Linked DNA regions of Mus musculus: regions 1, 2, 3 and 4 are each linked to region 5. The links are chromatin contacts, called in public HiChIP or PLAC-seq and promoter capture Hi-C maps. All regions are on one chromosome and are shown on one strand. Each heading gives the region's core, a stretch centred on a gene start, on an enhancer-like site or on the middle of the called end of the contact. The rest is flanking DNA. Distances are from core to core; before and after follow the strand shown.

What was found. Promoter capture Hi-C pulls out the DNA fragments that hold promoters and counts their contacts. HiChIP or PLAC-seq counts read pairs in DNA pulled down with a chosen protein or histone mark.
Region 1: a contact with region 5 is called in an H3K27ac HiChIP or PLAC-seq map of embryonic stem cells, with 6 times the contacts expected there. The contact joins the enhancer-like site here to the promoter of Cyld in region 5. A contact is called at or near these places in 4 of 39 promoter capture datasets (cranial neural crest, embryonic stem cells, liver and 1 more), 1 of 484 Hi-C or Micro-C datasets (embryonic stem cells), 2 of 115 datasets of contacts at active chromatin or transcription factors (both in embryonic stem cells) and 1 of 9 other capture datasets (pancreatic islet).
Region 2: a promoter capture Hi-C map of hippocampal neurons shows a contact between it and region 5, with 7 times the contacts expected there. The contact joins the enhancer-like site here to the promoter of Cyld in region 5. A contact is called at or near these places in 9 of 39 promoter capture datasets (the 3T3-L1 cell line, cranial neural crest, embryonic stem cells and 5 more), 2 of 484 Hi-C or Micro-C datasets (both in cortical neurons), 5 of 115 datasets of contacts at active chromatin or transcription factors (astrocytes, embryonic forebrain, embryonic hindbrain and 2 more) and 1 of 9 other capture datasets (pancreatic islet).
Region 3: a contact with region 5 is called in a promoter capture Hi-C map of embryonic stem cells, with 5 times the contacts expected there. The contact joins the promoter of Tox3 here to the promoter of Cyld in region 5. A contact is called at or near these places in 1 of 39 promoter capture datasets (embryonic stem cells) and 2 of 115 datasets of contacts at active chromatin or transcription factors (astrocytes and embryonic limb bud).
Region 4: a contact with region 5 is called in an H3K4me3 HiChIP or PLAC-seq map of embryonic limb bud, with 5 times the contacts expected there. The contact joins the enhancer-like site here to the promoter of Cyld in region 5. A contact is called at or near these places in 5 of 39 promoter capture datasets (cranial neural crest, embryonic stem cells, liver and 1 more) and 3 of 115 datasets of contacts at active chromatin or transcription factors (astrocytes, embryonic limb bud and embryonic stem cells).

What each region holds. Positions count from the first base shown.
Region 1 is chr8:89,822,424-89,825,123 of GRCm38.p6, forward strand. No RefSeq gene overlaps it. Among named protein-coding and RNA genes, the nearest start is that of Gm24212, 160 kb to the left of the region's middle. Within about 2 kb of position 1,343, at least 14 of the 459 cell types and tissues checked have an H3K27ac peak or open chromatin away from gene starts, as enhancers often do. A contact at or near this core is called in embryonic stem cells, where this site is marked.
Region 2 is chr8:89,786,174-89,789,020 of GRCm38.p6, forward strand. No RefSeq gene overlaps it. Among named protein-coding and RNA genes, the nearest start is that of Gm24212, 120 kb to the left of the region's middle. Within about 2 kb of position 1,473, at least 19 of the 459 cell types and tissues checked have an H3K27ac peak or open chromatin away from gene starts, as enhancers often do. A contact at or near this core is called in hippocampal neurons and pancreatic islet, where this site is marked.
Region 3 is chr8:90,346,933-90,349,632 of GRCm38.p6, forward strand. It overlaps Tox3 (TOX high mobility group box family member 3), which reads right to left and starts at 1,320. Exons shown (of 7, transcript NM_172913.3): 1 at 931-1,320. The coding sequence starts at 1,017.
Region 4 is chr8:89,755,294-89,757,993 of GRCm38.p6, forward strand. No RefSeq gene overlaps it. Among named protein-coding and RNA genes, the nearest start is that of Gm24212, 89 kb to the left of the region's middle. Within about 2 kb of position 1,273, at least 3 of the 459 cell types and tissues checked have an H3K27ac peak or open chromatin away from gene starts, as enhancers often do. A contact at or near this core is called in embryonic limb bud, where this site is marked.
Region 5 is chr8:88,695,573-88,698,442 of GRCm38.p6, forward strand. It overlaps Cyld (CYLD lysine 63 deubiquitinase), which reads left to right and starts at 1,456. Exons shown (of 17, transcript NM_173369.3): 1 at 1,456-1,527.

The DNA of each region.
Region 1 (2,700 bases), core at 93-2,592, 1.1 Mb after region 5:
CAAGTCATGGAAGCCACATTACCCTGGTCAAAATGCAGAAAAGAAAACCAGCCCACCTCTGATCCCTGCCCAACTGATGATTCCTACACTCAATTATAAGTAAAGTAATAATTGTCTTAAGTCATTACATGGTGGAGCAATTTGTTAAGAAACAAGATAACTGACATACACTTCAGAGTCCAGAAAAGATGAACAGTAAGTACCTCAATGTGTTACTGTTTCTTCTAGGAGGAAACTTGAATCTGTAGTGATTTCAAGGTCTCCTTATCTCTGCATTTCAAACTGTTTTCAAGGAAAGTTTACTACATTTAAATGTAGAGTGTTTCGAAGAACTCTGAGGGGGGAGTCAGATGTTTGAATGTTTGATCTCCACTTAATAACATGTATCCCTCGAGAAACATGAGGAGTGGTGATGAGCTCAAAATGTATTCACTGGTTTTCTCATGCCGGAGCCATGCCCTTGGTTCTGATATACCAAAACAAACCTCATCTAAGAACACATTCACAATCTAGTTGGTGAGGAAATATAGGATATATTTGAATAAATCTCCTTCAAAATCAGAATTATTTCTTCTCTGTGAACCCTGCATGTGTGTCCTGTGTCAAGTCTTTGTGTGAGAAAACCTGTGGCTGCCTATGTGCACTCTCTCCCATTATTACTTTGGTGGGTTTGGGAAATTCTCAGAGAAAAGGCTATCAGCACAAAGCACTTATGATATATTCATTGAAATAGCCCTAAGAATTTATTTTCCCTGAGACTTCTATTGATCATGACAGCTCTTATGTGATCTGTTTGTTAGGTCTGGGGTTTCTTGGTGCTATTGATCAAGTAGATTCCTTTGTGAAGAGCTACATTGATTAGTTTCCTGACAAGCTCTTAAGGCCACTTGCAAAGCTGTCACGGGTGATATTTGCCATCACAAGAGCGGGGCTAGCTCATAATGTCTCTCTGAAAGGAGGCTGAATAGAAGACAGATGAGTGTGGACTACTTGCTCTGTGCTAGGTAAACACCCAGTGATCCATCTCATTGCTGCTTTTCCCTGGGAGAGAAGATTAATATCCTTGCAGTGAACACTCTTCCCTGCCCTTAGCATCTGCACTAGAAAATCCCACTCAGACATACAAGGCTCATTTGAAGCTGCCTTGTTTGAGTATGTCGTTGTGGAACCACTGTTCTCTACAACTGCCCCAAATCCCAGTAAACAGGTCTCAAAATCTGGATGGTATATAATAAATATGCAGCATCATGAAGAATTCAATGTGAACAAAAGAGGAGTCTGAACAATAGGCTCCAGTGCTCTCTGACAAAAGAATACCACCACACAAGGACAATGGACACATGGGAGTTCCCATTTCTTTACAATGAAAAGTACTTAATAGCTCATGCATCTGAAAGGGAACAAGAAGGCCTGTTCAAATGCTCCTTCTTCTAGGAGCCAACCAAGGGTCTCTTGCAAGGGCATGCAGAGGGAGGTGTGACAGACAGGGCTGGCACCAGAGGCTAACAGTGACTAAAGCAGCCTGTGGCTTAGAATCCATGCAGTAAAATTCAGAGGAGTTTTATAGCTGAATGAGATGGTAGTGAGATTGCTTGTTGGTATGTTTGCAGAATCTTACATAGAAGAAGTCTTTAGGCTATATGGGACAAAAACTGGCCAGGCTTGTCCCTTCAGTCCATTTGATGTGCTTTTTGATTCAAAGAATTCACATCAATCAAGTAACTAGTGGCTCATCTAAAAATATGGAGCGAGACATTCACTAGCAATATGAGCTTGGACAAGGCAGATCTTCCTGCTGGACCTCAGCTCTGAGCATTACAGGAGAGAATGTGTGTAGAGCCAGATGACACCCCAATGTTGACTTTGAGTCGCTTCTATTTGTATTCTTTAAAGTAGAAAGTGCTCGTGTCATTTAGGCAATGCCTCTGCCCATCAGAGAGGGAGAGACTGTGTGTGTTGGGGTGTAGAAACAAGATGGGAGAAACATCAAACTAAACAGACAAGTTTAAATGAAAGGTACTCTGAAAACCGATTATATAGTCGACTGCAGCCACACTAACTGGATTCCTGAGTGGGAGGCTGGAGCTGTAAAGGAGAGAACGGCGAGAGAAGTAAAGAGACCAAGACAAATTTTCTGATCATGGCCCAGAGTTTACTAAAAATCTGTGCTTATATAGGCAGAAAGCCCATCTCCCACAGATCCACTCTTGATGCCTGTTGCCAGCCTGTAAGCGGCTGTCTGACAGCACTGGTTTGGCAAGAAGGTGTCAATCACTAGGTTGCTTGCTGTCTGCAGAATCTCTCTGAATCTCTCAGCAGGTAACAGTGTCTCAGAAAAGAACAGCTACGTGACCAAACAATAGAACCATCTAGGTGGGAAGGCTCCACCCCAGGTGGTCTCATTCTCAGTGGCATCCAGGTCTGAGCCAGCCTACTCAGGGCTGGGGGAGGCTACAGTATTACTTGTTTGTTCCTTCCCCAGTGAACATTGAGGACAACAAAAACAACCCCAAAGAGGTCAAGTCCCTCATTTGTTTTCCTAGGGACTCAACACTCGCAATGACAGGAGCCCATGTGAGCATTTACTTTGTGACTAACAGACCAGAAGTCTGACATTCTTTATTAGGTGTGGGGGAGGAATGGGGCTGTAGACCTTGCACGAAGCAGAAAGACATTGTCCCCCACCTCCACCCAGGGATC
Region 2 (2,847 bases), core at 223-2,722, 1.1 Mb after region 5:
TTTACAAACCAATACTCTATTAATTATGGTGAGGGTGTAGGGTGGCATTTGCTTCGTTTTATCTGTGTTCTTGGTGGGTTCAGGGTGCCACGGCTCATGAGTGGAGGTGAGAGGACAATGTTTGTGAGTCAGTTCTCTTCTCCCACTAGCATAGGTCCTGGCACTCAACCTCAGGTTGAAAAGCTTGGCAGCAAGACCCTCTACCCACTGAGCCATCTTGTCAGCCCCTGTCCCAGTACAGTGTTAAGAACTAAAAATTATGAATATGATTATTGTTACTGTTGCTATAGCAAGCACTCTGGGATACACTTTTATAATAATTTGCAATGCCATCAGCAAGGAGCCAATAACTGAGATCCCATCACGGACTTTATGGAGTCATTATTGTTTACAGGTTAACTAGACCAGACCTAAATGGCTCGCTCCAGTCTGAACGGTCATTGTCTGGATTCTTATACTCTCCACACTTTGCTGTGTACAGTGGAGAAAGCTCATGCATGCTACTTCAAAGTCATGGCCAGAAAGTGATGAAAACAGTTGGTAGGGGTTACACCCAGGGCCATATGTAGATATAGGTGCAGAACAGACTTCAGCGAATAATTGATAACCTTTGCCACAACTGCACCAAACCAAGAGTGGTGCCAAGTTCCAACAGGTAAAACAGTCTCTTATGGGGCTGCACTGAGTGAAGCTGGGGGTAGGGGACTGCTGAACCCCAAGATAAATGTGACATCATTAATTAAAATATTTTTTCTATTTCTTGGAGGAAAAAAAATGCTTTCATAGTGCACTGATACAAATCTGAATGCCTGTCTTGGTTTTGACCAACAAGCGTAGGCAGAAACAGTGGGTGACATTGCCAAGCAAGAGCTTTGAAAGCTATGGTCCACCAGTATTTCCTTTTCTTGCCAAAGGACCCAGCATGTTCCAGACAAGAGCCTCTTGTTCGGCAGATTCCAAAATGAAGAAGCTGTAGAGCAAAAACAAAGCCGTTCCAGGACAGCTATGTCATATGAGCAGGAAAAAAAAAACATTTTTGCTGTTCAGTAAGCCGGAAAGAACTTGGCTCACTTGTTAGAGCACAGCTCAGCCTGAACTGACCAGTCTGTCTGTCTGTCTGTCTGTCTCAAGTGCCCTCTCACCTCACTAGGTGAGGGCTTCCACCCCTCCTTAAAACTCACAGAGTGTGACAAACCCTGAATTTGGAAACCGAATCAGTGATGAGATACTTTCAAGTCCTGGTGCTCTGCACTTCTTGTTGACCTTTGACTCGACAAGCCTTACATCCTGCTGAGTACAAATTTGTGTTAGTGGTGGGTGTGTACGCGCTTTCTTTCAGTTCCAGGGACTTAGCCAGCTTCACCACCAAGCCTCCTGAAAATTCTTCTCATAATCTTCTGTGAGTGGAATATTCTAATCAAGTGCTCTTCCGCAAGCCGCTCCTCCTCCCTCGCCCCTAATGATTTCCTTTCCCCTCCCGATCATCTGGACGCCATATTTGAAGGCAGCGCGCATGCTCCTTTCTCTTGGCAAGCTTCAGACTTGAATCTCAATGAACACACCTACGCTTAGGATGCTAAGCCCTTCCGTGTTGCTTGCCTTGGGCTTAGTGGCTTTGCTTCCCCCACCCCCCAGCTGCCAGACGTTGCCTGGCTCACAGTAAGTGTTCAAAACATGCTCATTAAGGAAATGAACAAATGTAATGTTTGCCAATTAATCACAGAAGGAACACAAGCAGGCTCTCCTGTCAGGTGTATCTTAAAATGTAAGCCTCCTGTGGATTGACGACTAGAGTCTGGGAAAGATGACTTTTTTTTTCTTCTTCCTAAAAAAGATTATCTTTCTTGCTATCCTGAGCCTTCAGAAACTTCATTTTTGATCAGTAGTATAACGATACACAATGTGATAAAGTTGCTATGTTGTGTTTCCTCGTGGTTAACCTTGACCTTCCAATCATCCTTGGTAGATGTGTTTAAGGTTTTTTTTTTTTTTTTCTTCCTAGGAAGAGAAAGTATGCTGAGCCATTGACAATGGCTGTTAAGTTGCTGTTAAGTCTGAGGGTTTGTTCCCTCCCTACAGGCAAATGCAATCACACACATGCATTTGCTGCTTTTTAAAAATCTGTTTAGATCCTCAGTGCCTACAATCTCTGCTTTATTATTAATAAAACACCGCTAGGAACTTTCTTCTAGAAGCGCATATGCCATTATGCTAAGGAGCTTTAGATCAGCACTAGCCAGAGGAGGTCAACGCTCCCGTTCTCCCGTTTCCAAGGAAGGAGACAACTCATGACTTACAGATGATGCTTCGGGCTGGCTCCATGCCATTTTCCATGCCCTCCATGGCGAGTACCACAGCAAACGGTCTGTGAGAAGCAGGTCAGCTTCCCCTGTGAACCTGGAGCAGAACGGTTCTCTTCTCACTAAGGAATCTCTTCTCTCTACCTGGGGACTGGAAAGACAGTACCGCTGTCAGAAAAGCAGTTTCTCTGGAAGAGACATGCTGCCTCCTAGAAGTTAGCAGTACATAGAGCTGACACCTTTCTTCTCACTCACAACAGCTGGCTTCTGACAAATGGCCTCGGGCTGGAGGTGGGATGGGGAGGGATGGGACCAGCTTACAGAGAAACAGTTGTCTCTCACGTTTTCTGGATCAGGGTCACACTGTGTGGAGCTTGGGTCTCAAGCGTCCCTCCTTTGAAGGTGAGAGGTTGGACATGTGCTCTCTGAGCTGTGACCATGGGCCTTTCAAAGCTTGCTCTAGAAACTGCTTCAGTTCCACCCTGAAGCCCCCACTCCAGGATTCAGGCCTTTAGAAATCGGGTGCTCAGTGTGGGATGCGTGTCAG
Region 3 (2,700 bases), core at 70-2,569, 1.7 Mb after region 5:
ACACACACACACACACAACACACACACACACAATCAAAAGGCGCAGGACTCTTTCTCTGAATATCGCCCTCAGGGTTATGTCGCAAAGCTCTGTGGTGGGAGCAGTAGGCAAGGTAGACAACCGGATCCGGGAAGCCCACTGACTGCGTCCAAGGTCCACCTATGACCACCTGAATCGCTTACTCCTGTAAGTTTGTGCGGCAAGAGGTGAGGAAGATGGGGTGACCCTGAGGCATGATGTGGAGCTGCAACTCTGATCTCCATGAAAGAAAAAAAACTTAACCCGCCCTCCTCCGCAAAATAAAATAAAATACGAAAGCCCACTGCCTTAACTCGGAAGAGGCGAGCATCTTGGTCTAGTAGACCAAAGCGCCCTAGAGCAGGGGAAGTAAGAGGCACCTGCTGGGATCCTGCAACTTCAGGCTTCCCAGATCCAGACCCCAGACCCAGCCACACTCTATAAAGTTTGTTCATCTTCTCCAAGCTCCCGGGGACCAGCTCCTGACTGGGTGGGTGAGGTGAGATGGGCTGCGAAGGTATGGAATCTCTGGCCCACGAGATCGGGGACCCCCTACGTAGCGTGTCCCCCCACCCCCATGCACACATAGTAGGGGTGTTGCAATCGAGTTTACTAATAACATCAACAAAGAATCACACGCCAGTCTCGGCTCAGTCCCGGGACTGCGCTTCACACAGCTTTTAGGGGGAGCGGGGGAGGGGACCAGGAGGGCAGAGGGAGCGCCAGCAGAGGGACAAAAAGGTGGGTAGAAAGGGCACGTAAAGAGAAGACGAAAAGAGTTGGTCGGAGACTAAGGCGCACCGAGAAGCCAGCGGGTGGGAAGGAAAGATCAGAAAGAAAGTGCAGCAGGCTAGGCGGGACGAGGGACGCGCCCGGGATGGAGAGGTGGCCCCCGCCCCCGGCCCGGTCACCTTGCTGTAGCCGTAGTACCCCAGGCACTGCGCGAAGTCCAGGCCGGCTGGGTCCCCGGCCGCCGCGGGGTAGAACCTCACATCCATGCCGGGGCCGGGGGCTGGGGGCCGGGGCTGGAACTCGCCGGGGCCGCTACCCGCCTCCTCGCGGCCGTACGATCCACCGTCGAGGACGCCCGGCCGGGGGCGCCCGGGGACAGCGCACGGGCCGTGGGACTGTAGGGGCGTCGCGCGGGGGCCGCCGACGAGCCCGGGAGCTGCGGCTGCAGCACACAAAGGCGCGGCCACGCGAGCCGCGGGAGAGCGGGAGGCGGCCCGAGGGACGCGCCCCACCGGGACACCGAAGCTGGCTGCGCGCGGGCCGGGCGCCCGGGGCGCGGGGCGCAGCGCGTGGGCCCGGGACGGCCGGCGAGCTCAGGTGCGCGGCGAAGCTGGGACGGCGGCGGCGGCAGCGGCGGCGGCTGGCCCCGCTCCTCCTCCCCGGGCGGACTGAGCCGAGGAGCCGCGGAGACAAGGGGCCCGGCCCCTCCCCTGCCGCTCCCCCTCCTGCCGCCGCCGGTCCCCTCCCCGCGCCGCTGCCGCTCCGCCCCTCCCACCGCGGGCAGCTGGCGCGCCGCCCGCCCCGCCGGTGCGCTCCGCCGCCGACCGCCTCCGGGCTCGCGCCCCGCCCCGCGCCCCGTGCAGCCCCGGCCACCGCGCGCTCCTCTCCCGGCCTCTCACCGTCCCACCCCTTCCCTCCCCGGTCCTCTTTGTCCCCGCGGCCTCACCGCTCTCCCCGCTCCCGGGCCTCCCTCGGCCTCCCCGCTGCTGCCAGCACCGTCCCTCCTCGAGTCCCACTCTTCTCCCGTGCGACCCTCGCTTCCCTTGGCCCCAGCATCCCAAAACCGTCCACTTCTCACCCAGCCCTCTCTTCTGCCCCTACCACCTCGTCCCAGTTCTTGCTGGTGGGGGACCTGTTTCCCAATCCCTCTACCCTACTTACTCTTCTACTTGGATATCCCCGGTATAGACTCAGCCCAGAAACTAACCTGTGCAGGTGGCTCCTGAGCCAGGAGCCGGAACCCCATGTACACCTGTGGTCTTTACCAGAGGGGTGTTAGGGCCTGACCTTTCACAAGTAAGCAGACTTGAAGCTTCCCAGGTTAAGCCTCAAGTCCGGTCTCTTTGTATTTTCTTTACTCTTGTTTGTTTTCGAAAGGCATTTGAGTAACTGGATCTAGGCGGATCACTCGCTGCTCTCCTAGAGAAAATGTCCCTCTTTTCCTAAAAGGTTCTGGGTGATTAACTTCCCCACGCTGCACCCACCCACCCTCTTATTTCTTTCTCTTTCTTTTAATCTACATTTCTCTCCCCCCACCCTCCGCCCCCATACCCCCACCATCACCACCACCCTTGGCTTTATTGCTCTGAGTTAATTTGAAAGTTTGGCCTTCAGCCTTGGCGCTAGAAAATGTTGGCTGAGCTGTGAGATCTCCCTTTCTCGGTTCAGTTATCTGCGAACTACTTTGAACTAGAAGGGAAAGATGTTAAACTATTTCAACTGACAGTCTCTAAAGGTGTGGGGCCTGGATCACTTCGCTGGTCTGGGACCTGAACTTTTCCAGACATGCACGGATTTCTAAGTGTTCTCCAGCTTGCAACACCTATGTGTACCTTCCTTCACTCAATACTATACTTCAGGAACCAAGCAAGAAAAATAAACTTCAATTAGGTGGAAATGTGTGTGTGTGTGTGTGTGTGTGTGTGTGTGTGTGTGTGTGTGTGTGTGTG
Region 4 (2,700 bases), core at 23-2,522, 1.1 Mb after region 5:
CTTCATTTTCAAATTCTAGTCTGCCTGAACACAAAATTTCAAGGGTAGAAAGGATGTTTAAATATATTTCCCTTCACCTCTCTATCGAATGGAATACTTTCTAGACTGTTGTTATCAAATGTCTACAAATTGTTATTTGCATGGGTGTGGGGGTGGTTGGCCAATGAAAGTGAATGATTAGAAAAAAATTAAACAGCTGTATCAGGAAATCTTGTCCTTTGGACATAATTTTCTGAGTGCCGTGATTAATATAAGAAGTTTTGTTTGTGTGATTTTCAAAATTTTGTGGCACCCAGAGTTGTTTTCCTTGGCCTTATGACCTCTATTTGACCAATGAAGAGCCAACTTTAGAATAATAGAATAGCTTTTTTTCATTCATTCATTTATTCATTCATTCATTCAGCAAACTATTGTGCACCTGCTGGGTACCTAAGTGGAAGGCTCCAGACATTCAAAGAGATCTTAAACATTGTCTATCCTGATTAAGACAATGTAGCAAAGTCTTTTTTAACACATAATGAGTCTTAGAATCAACCTGGGCTCACACCAGACCTACTGAAGCTATTCGCAAATTCTCTTACCTGGCGAAATTTATTTTACCTTTTTGTGCCTTGATTACTTTTTTTATTTAATAAAATGGGCATACTACTATCTACTGACTGGAGAGTAAGTGAGGATTATATGAGTTAATAACGTCAAGTACTTAGCACATGATCTGGGACACAAGAACTAGGCAGTAAACAACAGCTGTTATTACAAGCTTCAAGAACATTTTGAGTTGATGGCTGGGCCAAGCATGGCAAATGGCTGTTTTGTTTGATTATTTTTTGTTTCTTTCTGCAGAGGGCAGCTCTCCCACGTGCTGATGAGTTTTGTGGCAGCCAGGGGACAGAGAACAGACGCTTGCCTGGTTCTCTGTGGAGTGTGAAGCTGGGCAATTGTGCAGCCCTGCCAGCCTCCAGCTCCAGGCTTGGCAATGAACCTATGGAATATTCCAGCCTCACATTAAAAGGCTCCTTTCCTTCCTGAGTAAAAGAAAAAAAATACTATATCCTTTGGCAGCTCATATCATCTCAGTAACTCCCAAGGTGGTTTGGACATCAAACCAAGAGGTGGGTGTCTTTTGGTCCCTCCTGGAGCCAAGTTCTAGCTAAGATTTACTCAACTCAATAAGGCTCTCCCAGACCCTGCCCACAAAAAGGAGCTCAGCACAGCTGAACAAGGCCTTCAATCAGATCAGAGTTCAGGTTGGGACAAGCTGGGAAAATCATCACCAGGGAATCCCAGACTCAAGGCATCCTGTCACTAGAGTGAGGAGGACACTCAGCAGAGGGACTGCACTGGTTCCCGTGCTCCAGTGGGATCACTGTCCGTGTGCTCGCTGGCACAGAAGGTTTTGTCATTTGGACTGTAATAAAATCCACTTCCTGAACGCTGCTCACCTCTCGGTTGTGGCTGGACCACTTGGTCTCCGCAGATGCTCTTACCCTGTGCAGAGTCCAGCACACACCTGCAGCAGGAGCTGCTGGAGGCCACAGGAAATGCTCATGTGTATTAATGAAAACTGTTCTTGGCCACCTTGGAGGGCAAGGGAGTGCTCCTGCTAAGGTCGGGGTTTAACCTGGGCTGCATGCTGGAATTCTCCAAGAGCTTTTACACCCACGATGCCAGCCTTTGAGCAGAACAATTAAACTGGCGCTGTGGGGGAGGGACCCAGGCATCAGTGCAGGTTTGTAGGTTAGTCAAATGAGTCCAGTGTGTGGTCAAGTTTAAGACTTAGTTTCTAAGGAAGATGTAACCGCAAGTTGAGACTTGAAGGGCTGTCCTTCTTAACTTCCTCTCTTCTCTTTGCCCCTTCCTTCTTCCTGTCTTCCCATTCTTCTCTTTTGCTATTTACTGATGCACTAATTATACTCTCCGCTAAGCTGAGGGTCTACAGTTAGATGGTTCTTAATTACAAATTCTGTCTTTACTGCTACTAATTATGAGACCCGAGGCAAGTTACTTAGCCTCTTTTAAGTTCATCTTTCTTATTTTGTATATTGGGGGGGGTGGTGGAATACAAGCATTTACTGAGAATCTTTACAAGGATTAAGTATCACAGATGAATTGTTCAATATGTTGCTTTTGATTAGTACATGATCATTAAATGTAGCACTATTTTTCTTCTAATTGTTATGGTAATTATTTGCCAGGATCTACATTAGATTTAGGAACTAGAAGCCATTCATTGTATAGGTAAAGTATGATTTCTCATAACCAATGGTTTGGTTTGGTTTTGTTTTGCTTTGTTTTGTTTTGTTTTGTTTTATTCCCTAAATTGTGAGGCAAAGCAGGACGGACAGCGATCTCACTTGCAACTGATAGCTTTTGGGTCTTGAGCATTCCCAGTGCCTGGCTCAGTTGAGGAACGCCATGAACACACGGGGGACTTGATACAGAAGTGCAGCAGGGGATAGGATTCCAGGACAGTCTCCAACCTGAGACTGTGTGATGTAATGACACTGGCATATTGCAGTTGGGGACTCCGAGGTGCAACTTAAGTAAGTATTTCATTCTGGGTTGCACAGGTAGATACATCACGTAGGCACTTAAGCACGCTGGTTAAGTGGGGTGTGCTTGGGAGTGATTCAACCCAGAGGGGAAAAAAATGAAGCTGTTCTCCAAACTTAAGCAAGTCTGCTGAGGAAGGGCAAAGTC
Region 5 (2,870 bases), core at 206-2,705:
AAAAGATTCCCAAGTCTACTTCCTCAACTCTGTCCTCTTCCTTGTTGGATGGGGCCAAGCAAAATGTTCTCCCACACAGCCAGATTGGATCTCTGAATCATGCCAGTGTCATGGGAGAATCCAGATCTATAGGGGAATGTTGTTGTCTAAGGCCACTGTGTGTCACTATTGATTTATATCATGTGGCTAGAGCTTGGGAAATTGGGAACAGGATATATGTATACCAGTGAAAGACAGGAAAGAGTTGAGGCTTCAGTTTTCAGAAGATACCAATTTCATCATGGTTGATTTCAGCAGGGAGAGGAGTTGTGAGTTAATACTGTTAGCAATCACCCATGTGTCTGTCTGCTTCTGTGTTAGTGGTTTTCATTGTTTGGATTTTCAGAAACATGGTAGTCTTCACTGGGGAAATTTGTGTCATGATTAAACACACACACACACACACACACACACACACACACACACACACACACACACACCCCTCCTTCTCAGTATTAATCACCTTCTCCCATAATTAGTAGTTAAAATGTCAAAGGAGAAGGAATTAATTAAGAGAACTATCCAGTGAAGCAAGTCATGTGCTGCCAGGCTCTGGGGCTGATTATAAAAAGAGTTTCTTTAAATATTTTGAACACTTTTGGGAGTCAGAATCCTTCCGTCTAATTGAAAGATCCTTCATTATACCCTTAATTCTGGCTGGTGGCCAGGGATGCAGTCCCGGGTAAGGTAGAGGGTGGAAAGCCTTTCTTTATCCTTAGGAGACTCTCTCCACCCTTGGAGAGGATGGCCACAGAAGTTTAAAAAAACAGCAGGTGTCCCAGACGCCATCTGAGGACAGAAAGAGCTTCAGTTTGTACAGAGTCTACTGTTAGGAGATACTATATAGCATTTCACAATAATCCGGTAAAACAGGTGGTACTAACACCTCCGTTCTACAGACGAGGAAATTGAGGCTTAGGATGGTTGGGAGTTCCCCGTGTTACATGTTGACAAACTGAGAAAGAAAACATTGACTCTAGGTGTAATTCTAAGCTTTGTTCTTTCAATGGAATTCTGAAAATTATTCTCAGTTCTTCTCTGGATCGCTTCCCACCCTAGTTTTGACAGCTAAGCCAAGAGACAAGACCCGCGCAAGGAGGGTGGAGCTAAGAGCACAGCGCCCCGCCCAGGCGTGGTTTCAGCCAATGGTGACATGACACTGGCGGCCTTTCGCCCAATCAGCCATCGCTCCTCGCCCCCACCCTTTCTCCTCTGCCCCGCCCCTTCGCTTTCCCTTTGCCTCCACCGAGCTTGACCGAGCGGAAAGTCCCTTCAGCCAGCACCCTGCCAGCAGCCATTGGAGGAAGGTCTGTTACAAGAAAACCCAATCAGAGCGCACGCAGGGTCGGATCTCTGAATACGATTGGCTAGCGCGGCATCTACCCTCTCCGCCTCCGCTCCTCCCTCCCCGCGGGCAGTTCGGAGGCGGGGCAGGTGGGGGCGGGCCCAGGTAGCAGGTTCGGCTGCGCGGGGGCCCGCGCGCCTGAGGTAAATACTGGGGTGGTGGGTGTGGGGCGCCCGGCCGGCCCGGGACGCTGGTTCTGAAGCCCGGGGCTGCGGCGCTGAGCGGCGGCCGAGGCGGGTGAGTGTGCGCGGCCGCGCGGCTGACGCTAGGTCCCCAGTGTTCCTGCTCTGCCTCAGGCGCCCTGAAGCGCGGAGGCGACCGTCGGGCCTCAGCGCCCGCCCGTTAGCTGCCCCGGGCCGACGAGCTTCTGACGTCAACCGCGGTTGTCACCTCCAGCCTGCCCGAGGGCTCCCGACTCGCGGGACTCCTGCACCACAGGGCTTGGGTAGGAGCAGTGCAGGACTCCGTCTTTCTCTCTGGCCCGCCGTCGTGGACAGATGGGGAAACTGAGGCCGGGACCCTGCCTGGCTCCCAACGGCTGCAGGAGGCAGGGAGAATCTCGGGTTATGGTACCTCACGTCTGTGCTGTTTTGTGGGGTGTTGGTGGCTCCGCTCCCGGAAGAGCAGTCTGGCCTCGCTAATGGCGTGTTCTGCTTTTTCTTTCAGTTTCTCTGGTCTGGAGGGAGGGGGGAGGAGAGAGGATGGTTTTGCACAGTTGTGTAGTTGGAAGGTGCATCCTGTTGAGACAGGTACCTTGTTTTTCCTTTTATTATTATGGTCAGCCTTGGAGGAGACCGCCAAGTCGCGAATGATCATGGTCTGGAACTGAGTTCATCTGGGTCAGCTGCCAGGTTATTCATGTCCTTGGCATCTTTTTCTATTCCACCCCTTGGCATTTGCATGTTTTAGGGGTTTGTCATCCTCTAGCCACCAAGCCTTGCAATCTCCCAACCCCCACTATCCCCGCCACCTTCCTCTTTTTGATTTTCCCTGGAAAGTTGTCTCCTTAGAGGAGCATTCATTCATACCTTGCTGTGGTGTGTGTGTGTGTGTGTGTGTGTGTGTCTGTGTGTGTCTGTGTTGGGGCTAATCAGGGATTCCTAATAAGATTGCTCATTTTTGTAATCATTGGCTCCAGAGAAGAATGCAGGCATCAAGAGGGCGTGCATTCAAACATCAGTCTCTTGCACACCCCCTCATACCTCAAGTAGGTTGAATGGCCCCAAGAATTTAGCCTGCTGCTCCCCGCTGGGTAGTGGGTGGATTTGCACTAGAACAGTATTGAAGGAAAGTGATTTGCTGGAAATTCTTAGTGAAGTTCATGTAATTTGAATGTTGACAGTACCCAGAACATTCTCTAATGTTCTGCTGCAAAATTTTAAGGTATTCTTTAAAAAAAAAAAAAAAAGCCTTGTTTGGACTGGAAACTTTTGAGATGAGCTGATAAGACCAGGAACTTGTTATGTAAAAATGACATATTAAACAG